Linked DNA regions of Mus musculus: region 2 is linked to region 1. The links are chromatin contacts, called in public Hi-C maps. All regions are on one chromosome and are shown on one strand. The core of a region is the stretch at or near the end of the contact, and the rest is flanking DNA. Distances in the headings are between cores, read along the strand shown. Region 1 overlaps Gja1 (gap junction protein, alpha 1). Region 2 has its middle 17 kb from the start of Gm36769.

Region 1 (3,814 bases), core at 944-3,443:
TAGTCATTTCCCAGAAACATCTGGTGATCAGGAGGGAAAAAACCCCAACAAAACAAAACAAAACAAAAACTAACTTAAAATCTCACTGTTTTGAATACCTCCAAGTGAACAATCTTTTCCACAGGCTCCCCTGTTTTCGGGGCCTTCTGCATGCACTATTTTGTGTGGTTTGTTCCACGTCTCCTCTTGAGTTCTGAAAGTTGCCAGCTGCAAACTCTGACATGTCAGAGGCTCAATTATATTTGCCTCAACGAAGAGAAGGTAAAAACAGAAGCGAGGAGCCAATAAAGGCTATAAACATGTTCCTACTGTTGGTGTGCTGCCGTTTATGGAGAAAACTCACTTTTAAGATTTTAATAAGCTCTCCAACTTCATTTTTTTTTTTTTTTTTTTTGTCCTTGAAACACAAAGCTCAGCTGTTTTGGCATGTTGGAAACTGAAGTTATCTGGAATTTTTAGAAAAGGTAATGTGTGGGTGGGGGCCTAACACCCTGGGCAGGTGGAGAAGTTGAACACTTTTCACAAAATATGATAAAGGAACAGCCCTTGGCTTGGAAGCTTAACGCAAACATCTGAAATGAAAATTCACTGAATAAAATAAGGGAATTGAACTGGCCATTCCAATATCTAAAGATATGAGACAGTTCTGCCACAATTAACAATGGTGTATGTGTGTTCTGTTCCCAGCACCCACATCTGTGGACCCACAACCGCCTGTTCTGATGCTCTCTGGCATCTGTGGGTACTTGTATGTATGTGGTACCCATAAACGCACAGAGACACATAAATAAAACTAATAAATCTTTAAAAATAAAAATTGTGTGTAGTGACGGGGATTGAACCCATAGCCTGTGACTATGGGCAGGGCATCTACTATTTCATTATGTCACTCTGGAGCTATCTATTGTTGAGCTACATCTCAGCTAAATTGTCCCATTTGGCTTCAAATGGCTTTTCTGTCTCTCCCTAAAAAAGTTTAGAGAATTTTTTGGATGTGGTGTTACAAACTTGTCAGGTAGGAATTCAGCCTCAGCTACATAGTAAGTTTGAGGTCTGAGGTCAGCCCAGCCTGGGCTACCTGTCTCAAAACACAAACAGAAAATGTAATGACATCATCTCTCTATATATGTATATTAGAAAAATAAACAACATAAATGTTCCAATAACTGGAAGGATTAATTTTGTATGCTTTTGGGAGCAGGAACTAAATCATTCATTCATTCTCTACTTTATAACACCTGATGGGTATATGTAAAATAAAGTGGTTTCTTCTACAAATTAAGGTTTCCTGATGTCCACTGAGGAGTATAAAAAGATGCTCGTTAAATTTGACCCTGTTTCATGTATTTCTGTATGTTCAAATTTTGTACACACAATGTAAGTATGCTGTTTTCTTCTGCTGGAGATGCAGCCAATGGGAGTTGCTTCGAGGGGGCTTACTGTGTAGTCAATGTGGACTGGGGCTCACTGTGTAACTAGTTTTTAATATACCGAGTGTAGCTACAGTTTTTAATACACCGAGAGAAATGTTGACAGTGGTTTACATAAGTAGTCTTTTTTTGTCCTCTTCGGCTTTATTCTTTTGAAAATAGGGTCTCATACTCATATATCCCAAGAGGGTTTCAGTCTTATGTGGCTGAGAATGATCTAAACTTTTTGAAAAGTGTTATTGTAATTTAATTAATATGAACACACTGGATACCGTTCTGCCATTTTAAAATGGCATTATTTTTATGACTCCCTCCCCAATCCCCTGAAACCTTGAACTTCTGATCGTCCTCCACCTACTTCCCACATTTGTATAGTGGTGAAGATCAAACCCAGGGCTTCATGTAGGCTTCAGCAGTGAGTCTTGACCTTCCCCAAGATGCAAACCTTTAATACAGTTCATGGTGTGGCGACTCCCAACTATTTTGTAGCTACTTTATAATTGTTTAGTTTTGCTGCTGGGCAGTGTCTTAGATCCTAAGACTTCCGGAAACGCATGGTTTCTAATGGTCGTGACCCACAGGCTGTGAAGAGCAGCTCTGCAGTTACAGCTCAATCCCTACATTACCATTTCAGAAGTCAGTTCTCTCCTTCCAGGTGACTCTAAGAAATACTTCTACGGGCTGAGCCATCTTGCCAACCCTGTCTCAGTTGGTGGGGCTTGTCCTTGAGTCTTGCCTCAGATGTCCATGAGCTGAGATATCACTGGTGTTTGTATTTTATTTATTCTTGATATTGCATTTTTGTGGCTGAAACGTCATCAATTGACCAGACTCATTTCCCTCCAACAAGGTTGTTTTTTCCTGGGACCTTTAGGTTTGCTTGGTTTTTGGTCTATGTAGCCCTGGCTGGTCTAAGTCACCACAGACCACATTTGCTTACAAAGCTCAGAGATTCATTTATCTCTCTCTACCTGGGAGTGAAGGATTAAAGATGCCTGCAATAACCAGCATGTTGTCTTCACAAAATTCCTTAATAAAAGTTACCAAAATCCAGTACCTTCTCTGAATGTAATATCCCCAAGCTTGTCGGTGTGGACAACTGAACAAGTCTCACTAAAGTTGAGTCCAGATGAGGACACACCTCAGTGCTAAGGTATACGCTCTACCTTATATGTGAGGTCTTAGCTCCACCTGCAACAACCCAGATACCTTCCCCAATACTGTAATCACTACCTCGGGCCTACAACTCCATGTATCGAGGAAGCCATGGCAAGAGAATGTAGAGGCTGGCAAAAAATTCTAGGTTCGATTCTATGAGTGTGTGAGACCTGGTGTGGAGTTTAACTGTTCTCCCAATTAAACATTTGTATGCTTTATTTCCTGTTAAAATATTACCTCAATATTTCAAAATCAATGATGCTTATGGTGTTTGTCCTTAAAAATCAAACTAACAAAACACTGTTCTTCAAAGAGCCAGATTTGATTCCCAGCACCCACATGGCAGTTCACAACTATCTCTAGGGGATTTGACACTAATTTTTTTTTTTTCCTGGCCACTGCAAGCAGCAACATACCATTGCACAGAGATACCGGCAAGCAAAAGATGAAAATAAAATAAAAGTGGATTTCATTAGCCCAAGACATTGTAATTATGGGATCTACTTTTGGTAATCTTGAATAAATTTGGTAAGTTTTCTTGTTTTTTTTGTTTTTTAAATCACACAAGACATGCAGGTTATCTTTATTATACTAAATTAAAATTTTATTGAATAAAGAACACTTTCCCGAGCACATTGATTGGATGGGCTAGGTCTACATTACATGCAATGAAGCTGAACATGACAGTAGTTTAACATGGAATGTCAAACAAATTAGTTTCTCATTGTCCAAAAACTCCTTGTGTAGCTGGCGCGCAAGAGGAAACATGATAACTCGACATTTCAATCATCTGTGATGAGTTTTTTTAAGTCACTTGAAGAAACTGGTAGGTGTCTTTAGCTTACAGTTCAAATAAATTAGTTACATGTGCACTGCTGAAAACTCCTTCACCCCCTCTAGTATCTCAAAGAAAATCTTAGTGCAAACATCCAAGTTGCTCGTCAATCTAAAAGACTGTTAAACTCAGAATACAAGTTCTGAGTTAATGTGTAGTTAAGTAGGACAAAAATTACCAGATTACCAGTTACTACAAAGTTCCTTTAGGCTCACTTGATAGTCCACTCTAAGCAACCCTCTTCTAAGTCTCTCACATTAATGACTAAAGCCTGTTTACAGTACTAAAATTCTATCATTCAAGCATCAATGATTATATTTCAGAAAAAGGAAATCATTCATTTCAGTAATGGCTATTACTGCTACATTCTAAAAAAGAAAAAAAAATCATA
Region 2 (3,814 bases), core at 817-3,316, 530 kb before region 1:
GCTAACTCAATTAGTAAAATGACCATGAGTAAAGAGGCTGATGGCTAATTACCACTGATTATATCACTACTTACTGATTAATGGCCTCAGTATGATAGCCAGGAATTCTGATAAAACTCATCCTTGTATCTTTTAATCAACTAAATTGTGTTAATTTCAACAATCTGTTCTAATTTAAGGAAGTCCTTATCCTCTATGACAATGAAACCAGTTTGTTATTCAGAGGAAAGCAAAACCTACAGATGCTTAGCTATGCTGCCTTAAGTGAGTTTTCCAAGTCATATTCATTCCTTCTTTCCTGTTTGATGCGATGACTCAAGTTTCTCAGTGAGAAGACACCTCCCCTTGTGGTCATCTTTTATGTTCTTGCAGCAACCCAAAAGTGTTGCACTTACCTATCAAGCAATTAAATATATATATATATATTGCTGTAAAGAGACACCATGACCATGGCATCTTGTATTTAAAAAAAAAAAAAAAAAAACAGAAAATGTAATTGGGGCTGGCTCACAGTTCAGACATTTAGTCCGTTATCTGCAGGGCAGGAAGCATGGTGGCATGGCATGCATGGTGGCATGTCATGCTGGCAGAAATGATTCTGGGGAAGAGCTGAGACTTCTATTATCTGAATCTACAGGCAACAGGAAGAGAGAGATTGCCACACTGGGCACAGCATGAGCGCCTAAGACCTCAAGGTCTGCCCCCAGTGACCACTTCTTCCAACAAGGCCTCACCTATTCCAGGTCATACTTCCTAATAGTGCTACTCCCTATGGGCTTATGGGGAAGGGGCATTTTCATTCAAACCACCACGATAAATCAGCAAACTTCTTGAAAGGGAGATGCCGTAGCCAATGTTTCTTACAACCCTTTCCAACAAGGTTGAGCTGAAGGTGCTCCCAGAAAATAGATGTTTCTTCTACTGGCTCCCATTCAGAAAGAGGAGTGTGAGATATGTGCCAAGGGTGGGGTACAACTGACTAGCACTATAGTTTGTCAAAAGTCACAGATATCAAATACTCTGTAAGTCACAGCATTAGAAAGAAACTATACTAACCCTCCCCAAAGTACCAGTACCCAAAACCAGAACAAGAAACAGCATGTAGAGAGCTTTTTTAAGGATACTTAAAAATGTCTATTTCATAACGGGTTCAAATATTTGAGTAGATGAATTGATGAATTCATGTTCCCCTGTGTACACGTACATACATCCTCACATAAACCCCTCTTATTATTAGGCCACTGGTGGTTTGTAGGTAAGGTTGTGATTTGGTACACAATAGGTAAGTCCACACGCAAATTTTGGCAAACAAAAGTCTAGCGACAGTCAGTCCTCCCTTACAGCTCAGTTTGTATTCAGGGTGAGCTTGGTGTTTTGCAAGATTACCTTTTGTGTTTTAAGACGTCGGGCCTTTTTGTGTTTCCTACAGTAGAAGATAAAGACTGTCAAGGAACTGTGTGAAATGGAAAAGCAATACGAATCTTTAAAAGCTTGCTTGTTTGATGATGGATATAGTGAGAAAGCATGGATAGGGTGCAAATGAGAAAGGAAAGATGGAGAAAAGCTGACTTCAAATTTCCTGGCGTGAGACCAGGCTAGATACCACATCCCTGAGCACTGCCCAGAGTCTGAGTGAAAGGTCAGCATGAGGGAGAAGCAATGGCTTCGTTTATACTGTTCAGTTTATGATGCTAACACATCTCCACCTCACCATATACACAAAAATTACCCCAGGAAGTACAAACTTAGGACTGAGACCCAGGCATATGGCAAACATGCATGCCAAAAAAGTGGTCAATGAGAGCTTAAGATGGCAGTAGGAGCTCTCACACATTGTACTTCTGACCTGGGCATTCTATATTTTCTAACGTTAGCATGCTGAGCGATTTATGAGCAGATTGCTGAAAACTAACACAGAAAGGAGAGAGATGGAACGAGCAAAGAAATGTAGTCACAAGAAACCTTATTTTTGTAATACTTTGCAGTCTCTGTTTATGAGACTCTCTGTTTAAACTTTGGCTCAGTTATTTTGTAAAAGAAAAACAGACACAACTGTCTGCTATCGGGAGAGATAACGCTGCAAGTTGGTAAAGACACAGAAAACTGAGTTATTATGTCTCCTCTATAAACATCATGGGGAGAATGTCTGGAAAGGGTAGTTTCATGTAAAATTTTCAGAAACATCTATCTATGATCAGCACATAATATCAAGCACTAGTTCGTTGACTTATAAAACACCTGTGTGATTGCTTCAAATTGTTTTCATAAGAACTATAACTAAAAGTAGAAGCAGAATTACTCACAAATTTTTATCAAATGTGTGATTCTTATCAAAAGTTTCCACGGACTTCAACTCAAGAAGAAAATAATTCCATGACAAGGTTAACCCTCTAAATATAAGACATAGACTGATAATTGAATGCTTTCTTTTCTTTTAAACCATTCTGGTTTACTTTCTGTGTCTCCTGACAGGTGTAACTGTGTAATCTTTTCATTCTATTTGGATACCTTCATTTGAAAACTTTTAATCATTTATATTTTGCAAAGTTTTAGCTGCTTTAAAATAAATAGAACCAGAAAAATCCCAGTTATAAAAAGTGAAGGACTGTAAAACTGTTTGCTCCTTGAATAGAATTTGTGACAGCATTCTCCACAGTTTTAAAGTCATTTGACAATTGAGGAACCAGTATTTGGCTTGCCAGACTCATTACAACTACAGTGAGAAGCACATGCTTTTTGATATTTTCAAAGTCATTTAACCTTAAAATAAGTTAGATTTTTTTTTGTGAGCTTCTGTTTTCCTTGGCAAGGAAATAAAAATTATATTTACATCTGAAGATGTGCCTGGGGTGTGTTTCATGGTGCTAGGATATCTGTGCTGTAGAATTATGAAAAGGATAAATATTTTACAAATGCCTAGAGAGCTTTAAAATATTTCAAGATGGCACTTACATTTTCCCCATGATTCATGAGGGATCCCATCAGTCGTTTTCTTTTGCTGACATCACCACTAAGTGGCAATACAAGATTCAGGATTTGCCTCTGAGACTGAAGGCTGGGTAGGGAAAATATAGTCACCCCCTGGTTACCTGGGATGGGTTACCACTGGCTGGTGGGCGCAAAGAGTGAACCGAAACATCTGCGAACATTAAAAGTTACTACAGAGAACAAACTGCCAGTATCTCAGAAGATGCTTCCTACCAGAACTGAAAGTAAACACTGGGCCTTATGTAAACTCACCATCAGTCCTGACTGATTTCCCAGCTAGAGCTGGGATGGGGCTCCTCTGCATCCCTTTCACTGTGAGAGGACCTCATGGAACTGACTCTTACCTTCACTGCATCCTGTAAGATTCTTCCCCCAAGAGGCAACAGACTCAGTGGTGTCAATGAATCTGGAAGAAGCTAAACTAGCCTTGCTCTTTAGCCACCGCTTTCCTTCTCTAAGGGCAGCTGGGGTAGAGGGAAGTGGGATCCTTTAAGAAATGTGCCTGTGTGGGATCATCCTGCTCTAGTAATAAGAACCCAGAATTCCACTTGACCGGACAGGCTGTCCACATCAATTTTATTAGAGCTCCTTTTTTTTTTGTTTTTTGTTTTTGTTTTTGTTTTTCTAGCTTTCCAGCCATCACAATCTTTTGTGTTGTTTCTCAGATCATTCATAAGCTAAGCTAAGCAGAGGGGTAAGGGATTTTAATCAATGGGAGACCACTTACCTGATCCCTAGTCTTTTTTCCCTTACTTCTTAGATCATTCATAATTTAAGCAAAACTAAGCAAGCGGGTAAACAATTTAAGTCTGTTGGAGCTTATGTG

The links. Hi-C and Micro-C count contacts between places; a contact is called where the count stands out from the background.
Region 2: a contact with region 1 is called in a Hi-C map of granulosa cells, with 2.8 times the contacts expected there. The contact joins two enhancer-like sites. A contact is called at or near these places in 3 of 484 Hi-C or Micro-C datasets (adipose-derived mesenchymal stem cells and granulosa cells).

Annotation. Positions count from the first base shown.
Region 1 is chr10:56,389,775-56,393,588 of GRCm38.p6, reverse strand. It overlaps Gja1 (gap junction protein, alpha 1), which reads right to left. Exons shown (of 2, transcript NM_010288.3): 2 at 3,170-3,814. Among named protein-coding and RNA genes, the nearest start is that of Gm36460, 3.5 kb to the left of the region's middle. Within about 2 kb of position 2,193, at least 3 of the 459 cell types and tissues checked have an H3K27ac peak or open chromatin away from gene starts, as enhancers often do. A contact at or near this core is called in granulosa cells, where this site is marked.
Region 2 is chr10:56,916,388-56,920,201 of GRCm38.p6, reverse strand. No RefSeq gene overlaps it. Among named protein-coding and RNA genes, the nearest start is that of Gm36769, 17 kb to the left of the region's middle. Within about 2 kb of position 2,066, at least 4 of the 459 cell types and tissues checked have an H3K27ac peak or open chromatin away from gene starts, as enhancers often do. A contact at or near this core is called in granulosa cells, where this site is marked.